Linked DNA regions of Sus scrofa: regions 1 and 3 are each linked to region 2. Evidence: chromatin contacts called from public HiChIP or PLAC-seq data. All regions are on one chromosome and are shown on one strand. The core of a region is the stretch at or near the end of the contact, and the rest is flanking DNA. Distances in the headings are between cores, read along the strand shown. Region 1 overlaps RREB1 (ras-responsive element-binding protein 1). Region 2 has its middle 180 kb from the start of RREB1. Region 3 overlaps RREB1 (ras-responsive element-binding protein 1).

Region 1 (2,700 bases), core at 76-2,575, 280 kb after region 2:
TTAAATTGTTTCAGTTAAATTATTTCAATAATTTAAAAATTATTTCAGTTAAACTGCATCTGGCAAATGAATGAACGCTTGTTGTGCGCCAGGCGCTTGACCAGACTTAAGAGAAAAGCAGTGACGGTGGAGACAGGGCCCCTTAAGGGCCGTCAGAAAACAGTGAGTGAGCCATTCTCGCGGAGTGAAGGGGGTCAGGCTGAGGCCAGGTGGGCCGGTGGCCTGCTGTCCAAGCTTGGCTGGCAGGCCGAAAGCTGCCCTTGGCATTTTACCCCCGATGCCGTGGCGCCCCCATGTGCTTGCCCGGCTCAGGGCCTCTGCCCCATCCGACGGGATCCTGGATGTTTGTGAGACAGACACCCCTAAATCTGCAGTGGGAGTTCGTGCCAGGGGAACCTGGTGGGCTCTGCAGGGGCAGCTCCCTGTGCCGCCAGGGTGGGGGAGAGGTGCCAGAACCTTCTTCCTCTGGAGTCTCCGGTGCTCCGAGGAGTGTTCGGCTCCCTTCACTGCACCCCGCTGCCTCTGCCCCGCCCCCGCCCGTCATCTGCAGGGGACCCTAACAGAGATTCCCATGGCGCTGGTCCCGTGCTTGTTAAATGTCAACCTAAAAATAGGGAGAGGGCATGACAAAATCCTCGTCAGCATCTCAAATTTAAGAGTCCCTGGGTCTCCAAGGCTCAGCCAGGTGGAGCAGATTGGAAACGATGCTGGGGGCTGAGCGAGGGGAGGGCATGTGCCCTTCCGTAGCCGGAAGCCGGAGGCACCTTGGGCAGGGTTGCCCCCTCCCTATCCTGCCCACGGCCCCTCCGAGACTCGGCTCCTGGGCTCCCGCCAGCCCACCCGCAGAGCAGCCCCTGGACCTGCCCCGCTTCACACCACGCCGCTTCGGTGGAACAGCCCGGGCAGGGCGTCAGGACGCGGTGTGCAGCCCGGCGGATTCCTGGGCGTGGGGAGGGCAGGCCGCTGCGGGCCAGGGCCCTGTCACAGGGCCATCACTGTTGCTCCTGGCAACTGGGAGAGATTAGTGCAGCTGCTGGATGTCAGTTCTCTGGCTGGGCCTGGAGGGAGGGCAGGGGTGGGCAGGGGGAGAGGAATGTCTGAACTGGGTGGGGCCCCGACCAGAGGTTGTTTGCACTCACCCCTCCTTGCCTCTGGAGACAGAACAGGGAAAACGAAGCATGAAATCCCTTTAAAAAAGGAATGTCAGTCCCTCGGTTAAAACGCTATAATGAGTAAGAAATTCAGTCTCCTGAGGAAGTAGTCAGGGTGCCTGCCGCCTTCTTAGCTTCTGAGGACAGGGCCAGAGTGCTACAAAGACGGCAGGCCTCGAGGATGTGACACGGGCGTGGCAGGAGCTGGGCTGCCCGCAGCACTGGTCCTCTGAAGGACAGCCCAGCGGTGGAGGGAGGGCAGCCAGCTCCAGCCTTGCCTGAGCCTGGCATCTCCGTGACCCTGGGCTCCGTCCCCCCACCTGGAAGATGGGCGTGGGGACGCGTGAGGATGAAGGGCATGCCCCAGTCCTCCGACTGTGACAAACACTCCGTGAACCTTTCCCTGATGCTGTTATTTGAACGTGGGTCTTGTTTAGTGTGTTCAGCCTTGCAACACTTAAGTTAGGGGTTCGTGTCCCTCGCTGGGAACCCCTTCCAGTGAAACGGAGAAGGAACTGGGTGCTCTTCCCGTGGCAGAACTTGGGAACGGGTCGGCCCTTAGTCCCTGTTATAAGGCGGCACTCCTACTTCCGCTTTCGTAAAGATGGGGTAACTGAATGGCTGTTTAGACGTGGGTTGACTCCTGCCTCCCAGAGGCTGGGATCCCGGCTGTGCGGAAACCCAGACCTCCCGAAGCCTGGCAGCACCTGACACCTTTACACGCTGGGACGGCAGGTCCTCTCCCTTAGCTTGTGGGGAAAGCTGAGATTCTGAAGAAGTGTTTCCTGAGATTTGGAACTTGCCACAGCAGTCTTTCAGAAGTGCGTTTAGCATAATGAAACAGAGCAGTTTTCTTTAACCCTTTCTCGGTGACAGGATCGTGTGCCTGGCCCTCAGCTTGACAGGAGGATGTGAAAATCAGGCGCCCCAGGGAGCAGGGGGTCTCTTTGGATTGCTCTTCAGCGTTTTACCTTGTTCTGGAGGGTCAGGACCCCCAGATGAGCCCAGGGGCACTGTAGCAACCTGGGGGGAGCTACGCCCAGAACTGTGGACCCTCAAGGTTTAAAATATTTTTTCTCTCAGATTTTTGGTGGCCTTGTTTTCTGTCTCTGTAGGTCACCCGCTGGCGACTCCGCCTCCACCTTTCTCTTGGCCTGACTCGCAGTCTGTGTGCGCGGTCACCACCCGTCGCAGGTCCTCGGCACGGTTATTGGGGAAACCGCTCCATTTGTGGTTACCCGTTCCTTGTTTCCTGGCCGGGGCCGGTTAAGTCACTGTCAGCCCTGCTGGGAGTTGCCCCGCGGACGGCTTCTTCCTCCGCCCTCGTCCCTGCAGAGTGCCCACGCCACGCCACAATCGCCACGCCACAATCGTGTGTTTATCACACCACGTTTCTACCCCAGCCCAGAGCCATGAGCTGTCCTCTAAAAATTAGTAACAAGGCCGGACGGAGTGTCCCTTACAGGCACGTGATGCAAAAGGACGGCTCTGCGGCGTCCATCCCCACGGGGCGGGCCCTGGTTCAGGGACTTGAAGAGCCTAACTTTTG
Region 2 (2,700 bases), core at 142-2,641:
GGGAGTGAAGACTCCTGGCTCCTCCCAGGCTGGCCTGGATTTGCCGAGGTGGGTTGCTAAATTTAATTGCCAGTTTCCATGCCATGTGATGGTGTGTGACAGGCCAGCTCACCCCGTGAGCTCGCCAAGGGGTTTAAAATAAATGCTTTCTGACGGAAAGGATGATAGAGATTCCTGTTATTCACCAGCGTGCCTGGCGATTGAGCTGCTCCAGGTCTCACGGCTGGGCCCCTGCAGTGTTAATCTCATGAGCTCCCGCCCCGCTCCCGAGAGAGGCTTACAGGGCCGGTCGGGAGGCCTTCGCCAGCCCAGGCTGTCCCAGGTCTCTGCGACCTTGGAATGCAGAGAGCCCTGCGGGGCCGGCCTCAGGGTCTCCATCTGAAAAGAGGATGGCTAACAAAAAACCAGGAGTAGAGCGGATGCGTGGAGCTTTGGGGCAGCGAGCCCTGGATGCAGATTCAGTACTGACGTGAAATGGTCCTCAGAGCCCCATCCGCAGGCCCTTCAGGGAAAGCAGCATCCTTCTTGCCCGTTGTCTTTAACACACCGCCGGAAGCAAAATGCTGGCGGACCTGGCACCTCCCCATGACGCCTTCTGAAGCCCCCCCACCCGCGATGCTCAGCCTTCCTCTCCACTGAGCCCTGGGCAACCTCGGCCGCACCGGGGAGCCTGTGAGGAAGGCAGAGTCTCCTGGACCCGTGTGAAAAGAACGCGGGGAAGGAGGCTCTGAACAAAACTCGGCGGGAAAACACAGGCCCTGACCACCTCGCACCTCCATCCTTGCCCCCGTATCGTTCGGCCTGAGCTTTCGGTTTGGTGCGAGGTGGAGGACATGGGCACAGCTGGCAGATAAGCTGGAGATTCGTGTGCCAGGGGTGACGTCAAAGGAAGCTGCTCCTGGGAGGCGACCCTCCGTGGGTCTGTTCTGTCTCTGCTGGTGTCGCAGGCAGAGGCAGGGACTGCCCTCGCTCCCGCTTGTCCTTCCAAGGATGTCTGCACAGAGACCGGCCTTCGAAGACAGAGGGGGCGTCTCCCGCTGGAGCACAGGGCTGGCTTGTTTGCCGTCTAGTACCAGAGGTGGTCTGTCCCCAGGCTAAGGTTGCAGGTAGTGTAGAGCCCATTATAAAAAGCTGGGGTTTCCTACACCCGGCTGCTGTCCTGTGTCTTGCTCCACTGCGTGCAGAGGGCCCCCCTGGCCCTCTCTGCCCACCCTGTGGGCTGGGGCTTGGGGGCCCGGCACAAGAACACGATGACACCCTGGCTACTGCCATCACTACAAGCATTAAACTGTCCTCTGACTCTCATCCCCAAGTCTCATACCCTTTGCCGGCGGCCCTGAAGCTGTCACAGGCTAACTTGTTAACTCTGCAAAATCTCCAGACCTTCCCGGCGCTGGACAGTCGCCACGTAATGAACAGTTAAGGACGCTCGGCATCAGCTCCGTTCTTGTCCCGGCCAGACGATCGGCCTGCAATGCAAAGCTGCCCAATCGAGTTCTTGTCTCCAAGTAAACCGTCCTTAAATGGTTAAAGAGAAGACAATCCGTCATTTAAAAAACGTTTACATGTTCTATATAATCGCTGCCAATCTAATATTCAAAGGGTTTTCATGCAGATTCTGCGTAGCTCTAGAGAAATGAGCTGAGAGGCCCAAAAATGCCCCCTTAATGTAAAAGGAAAAGCAAATTTCAGCCACTAGAGCGAAGCAAAAATGAGTCAGCTTGGAGGAAGTAGGTTCAGTGCCAGGCTAGATGAGCACTTGTGGGAGCTTAATGGCAGAACGAGATTGGACTAGATGACTGCAAAGATTCCTTCAAATCTAAGACGCTACCGTGAAGGAGGCTGTTTCAGCGGGACGTCTGCTCAGATGCGCACCCCAAGGAGCAGAGGGGAGCCCGCAGATCCGGCCGCAATCCCACGGCACCCGGTAGGACGATCGTGGGCTCCGTCTTAACGAAGGCCTTTCTCATGCAGAAGCGCAGCCAAGTCTGGCTCACCCAGACGTGAGCTGGGGCTGGAGAATTCGTGCCAACCACGTCCACCAGGGAACTGGTTTACAAACCAGGGAGCCAATGCCTAACGCTTCGAGCAAAAGACGAGGTCTTCCAGTGACTGCCATCTTCTGGTCCAGCATACGGCCCACCCTCCCTCTCCCCAGCAGCTCGGTTCTAACGAAACCAAATGAACAGCCAGTTGTTTGTCTGAGCCACCAGACCAAGAGAAAGGGACGGAAAGGCCTGGAACTCAAGTCATCTGAGGGGTGCATTAGGCGATTACATCAGAGGCTGGTGAAACCTCTCCTCCCCAGGGAGGAAGAGATTTTGCAGCAGCCAGAGTGTTGGCAATGTCACCTTTGACAGAGATGGAAACACTCAGAGATTCTTCGTTTCCTCCTCCCTTTCCAGACCCCAAGAGGCCATCGGTCTACTGCTTTTTTTTTTTTTTTTTTTTTTTTTTTTTTTTTTTTTTTTTTTTTTTTTTTTTTTTTTTTTTTTTTCGCTATGTCCACTTTGAGCTAGCCCAACGCAGGCCACGGATCACTGCTTGATACGTAGCAATGTTACCATGGAGGACGGTTTAGCGATCGTTAATGCCGGTTAATCCTCTTTCTTAAGATGCCGAAGGAAATACCTTCGTTGCATCAGTAGTAAACGTGTATGAGGCACCCATCAGAAGTTCCAGGGCAGGGATCAAATCCGA
Region 3 (2,737 bases), core at 79-2,578, 260 kb after region 2:
TTGTGCTCAAACGCAGTGAGTGTTTGTGGGAGCATTTTGAAGGCTTGTAGGGTACCATGGAAGTGTGCTGGGTCGGGGGTCTTTCTGAGTTGGTGCTTTCAGAGCTGAAGGCACCCCTGTGATCACCTTCGAGAGGTGAGCACTCCGAGCTGTGTGACCCTGGCAGGTTCATTGACCTCCCTGTGTCTTGGTCACTTCATCTGTAGAAGGCGGTGCTACTGTGCCAATTGGAACATTGCAGGGGATTCATGATTTAACACATGCCAAGCACATAAGATAATGGTTAGTTAACTAGGACTTAGAAATAAATTTAAATAAATGGTCATTAATGTCGTTGTTCTTTGTGCCACTGAGGGAAGGTGTAACGGCTGAACAGTCATATAATGCCAGAAAATGAATGAAGAAGTTATTTTTCCCTTTGTTCTTTCCTAGATTAAACTGGTAATTTAAACATCAAAACTTTATTTAGAATATTTGAGTTGATCACACTGCCTTTATTTCATCTTCTCTGTAGAAAATCGCAAACAATGCGTTAAAAGAGCACTTGGTTTTCAGTCCTCAGTCGCAATCAGCACCACCTTCCCTTGTTGGTGAAACTGTGCTTTTGGAAAGAAATGTGTATAAAAATGTGAAAACACTTACAAAAATGTGCCAGAGAGAGTAGAGTTAGATTTATTTGTCCTGGTGGATCTGTTCCAGAATCTGATACTCCAGTGGTGAGCTGTGATCTCTCCTGAGCAAATACCTGTGTTACATTAATCAGGGGCCAGAGCCCCGCTGGGATGTGTGTGCAGGAATTAAAAAGAAGAGTGAGGGCCCGAGTCTGGAGTAGCTGCATCCTTGTTTGATTTTTCTAGGCGTGAAAGGAAGTCAGTGGACTGTGTGTTTGCTGCTCAAAACCAAGAAGTTCTGTGTCTCATTTTCCTTCTGCTGCTGCTGCTGCTGCTTTCAAGATCTGTGGCAGCAGCTGGGACTCTTGAGCCGGGAGCCGATGGCCAGGGCTGGGCACCTACCCCTAGGGCCCTGTTCTGCCTTCACTGTCACCTGCCCTGGGCCCCCTTACCTGTGACAGGACTCTGTGCTGAGTGTCAGTCCCTCCCCTCAGGGCTGCAGGACCCCTCTGTGATGTGAGTCCCTGTAGTGTGGACTTGTAGGTCGGGTTCTCCGAGGCCTAATCGCACAAGGCTGGTCCAGTGCCCCTGCCCTCAGCCCCCGGCTCACCCCGTTCTCAAGGTCATCTACACGAGCCCAAGTGCCGTGTGCCTGCGTATGTGTGCACGCACTCAAGTTTCCTGGCTGAGCCCCGCCTTGCCCGTGTTTACTGCCCAGCGGCGTGCTGGAGGAGGCAGATCTGGACTCCACCCCAGATTTTGGTTGCTTTAACCCCTAGAGGGCTTCACTATGCATCTCACAGTGTGGACCTCGAGAGCTGCATCCTTCTCCATTTCCAGTTATTCCTAGCTGATGAGGAGATACTCGTTGCAGCTACCCACTTTATAAAGCAACTCTCTCTCCTTTGGCCACGAGTCATTTTATGAGAGTTCATTTGTTGTCTTTGTTTATGAGGCTAATCAGTCCTTCTGTAGTGTTTCCTTCACTGTCGTTTTATGAGAGGACCGTCAACCAGTAGAACCGTCATATTTATTTAAAAAAAAAACATTTCACAGAATCAGGTAGCAGATCAAATTACGTGTGGTCACGTTGATAGTTGCAGTGTAGCATTAATAAGCCCATTACCTACACTGCACACAGAGTTTAAAACTTCGTTCGAAGGCAAGTGTGGGGAGTTGCCATCCTGGCTCAGCGATGAACGAAACCTGACTAGGATCCATGGGTACATGGACTCCATCCCTGGCCTCGCTCAGTGGGTTAGGGATCCGGCGTTGCCATGAGCCGTTGTGTAGGTTTTAGGCAAGGCTTGGATCCCAAGTTACTGTGGCTTTGGTGTAGGCCAGCAGCTACGGCTCCAGTTTGACCCCTAGCCCTGGAACTTCCACATGCCACACGTGCAGGCCTAAGAAGACAAAAATAAATAAATGAATAAATACATGCAAGCAAGTGTAAAGTGTAACAGAATCACTTTGTTGTGCAGCAGAAATTATCACCACTTTGTAAATCAGTAAATAAAATGCCACCAAAACTTTACAAATGTAAAAAAATAAAAAGGAATTGTATATTTGGTAAATAGGGAGACTTAGAGTGATGCCAGTTCCAGCTTATTTTGAAAAAGTTTGGAGGAGAGACCGTCTCAATTTAGTATCATATCCGGTATAGTTTTTCAAGTTGCCACATCCCTGTCTGCAGATTCTCATGTTTTTGAGGTTTGAAAATCCTTTATCCCAAACCTTTCTAAATAGCCTAGTTCCTGAGCAGAATAATAGGCTGCCATCACAGTGCAAAACACGTATCATGGAAACATCCCCGTGGCTCCGGCTTTTAACTTCCCAGAACTCCTTATCAGTCTGCTCCCATGTTGAAAGTTTGGATTGAGCCGTGCTTGTCTTCCAAAACAAACCTGGGAAACTGAGCCAGGGCCCGCCCTCTGGGAGCGTGCAGTGTAGGAAAAAGGGCACTGAGCTTTGCAGTTTGCACAACTTTCCAGAAAGTGCCAGACGGCAGAGCTGTGAAGAAGTGATGATACTTGAAAGGATTGAAAGGGATCTCATTTGGAAAGAATCCAATCTCTGAAATGGGTCTTTTTCTTTGGAAAATCGTAATTATAAAATAGGGAATTAAC

Evidence for each region. HiChIP or PLAC-seq counts read pairs in DNA pulled down with a chosen protein or histone mark.
Region 1: a contact with region 2 is called in an H3K27ac HiChIP or PLAC-seq map of skeletal muscle. The contact joins two enhancer-like sites. A contact is called at or near these places in 2 of 47 Hi-C or Micro-C datasets (heart right ventricle and skeletal muscle) and 2 of 2 datasets of contacts at active chromatin or transcription factors (alveolar macrophages and skeletal muscle).
Region 3: an H3K27ac HiChIP or PLAC-seq map of skeletal muscle shows a contact between it and region 2. The contact joins two enhancer-like sites. A contact is called at or near these places in 2 of 47 Hi-C or Micro-C datasets (both in skeletal muscle) and 2 of 2 datasets of contacts at active chromatin or transcription factors (alveolar macrophages and skeletal muscle).

The regions. Positions count from the first base shown.
Region 1 is chr7:4,612,021-4,614,720 of Sscrofa11.1, forward strand. The region is part of intron 8 of RREB1 (ras-responsive element-binding protein 1); the gene reads left to right. Among named protein-coding and RNA genes, the nearest start is that of SSR1, 73 kb to the right of the region's middle. Within about 2 kb of position 1,326, at least 31 of the 83 cell types and tissues checked have an H3K27ac peak or open chromatin away from gene starts, as enhancers often do. A contact at or near this core is called in alveolar macrophages and skeletal muscle, where this site is marked.
Region 2 is chr7:4,331,795-4,334,494 of Sscrofa11.1, forward strand. No RefSeq gene overlaps it. Among named protein-coding and RNA genes, the nearest start is that of RREB1, 180 kb to the right of the region's middle. Within about 2 kb of position 1,392, at least 13 of the 83 cell types and tissues checked have an H3K27ac peak or open chromatin away from gene starts, as enhancers often do. A contact at or near this core is called in alveolar macrophages and skeletal muscle, where this site is marked.
Region 3 is chr7:4,591,168-4,593,904 of Sscrofa11.1, forward strand. All of the region lies in intron 6 of RREB1 (ras-responsive element-binding protein 1), which reads left to right. Among named protein-coding and RNA genes, the nearest start is that of RREB1, 80 kb to the left of the region's middle. Within about 2 kb of position 1,329, at least 17 of the 83 cell types and tissues checked have an H3K27ac peak or open chromatin away from gene starts, as enhancers often do. A contact at or near this core is called in skeletal muscle, where this site is marked.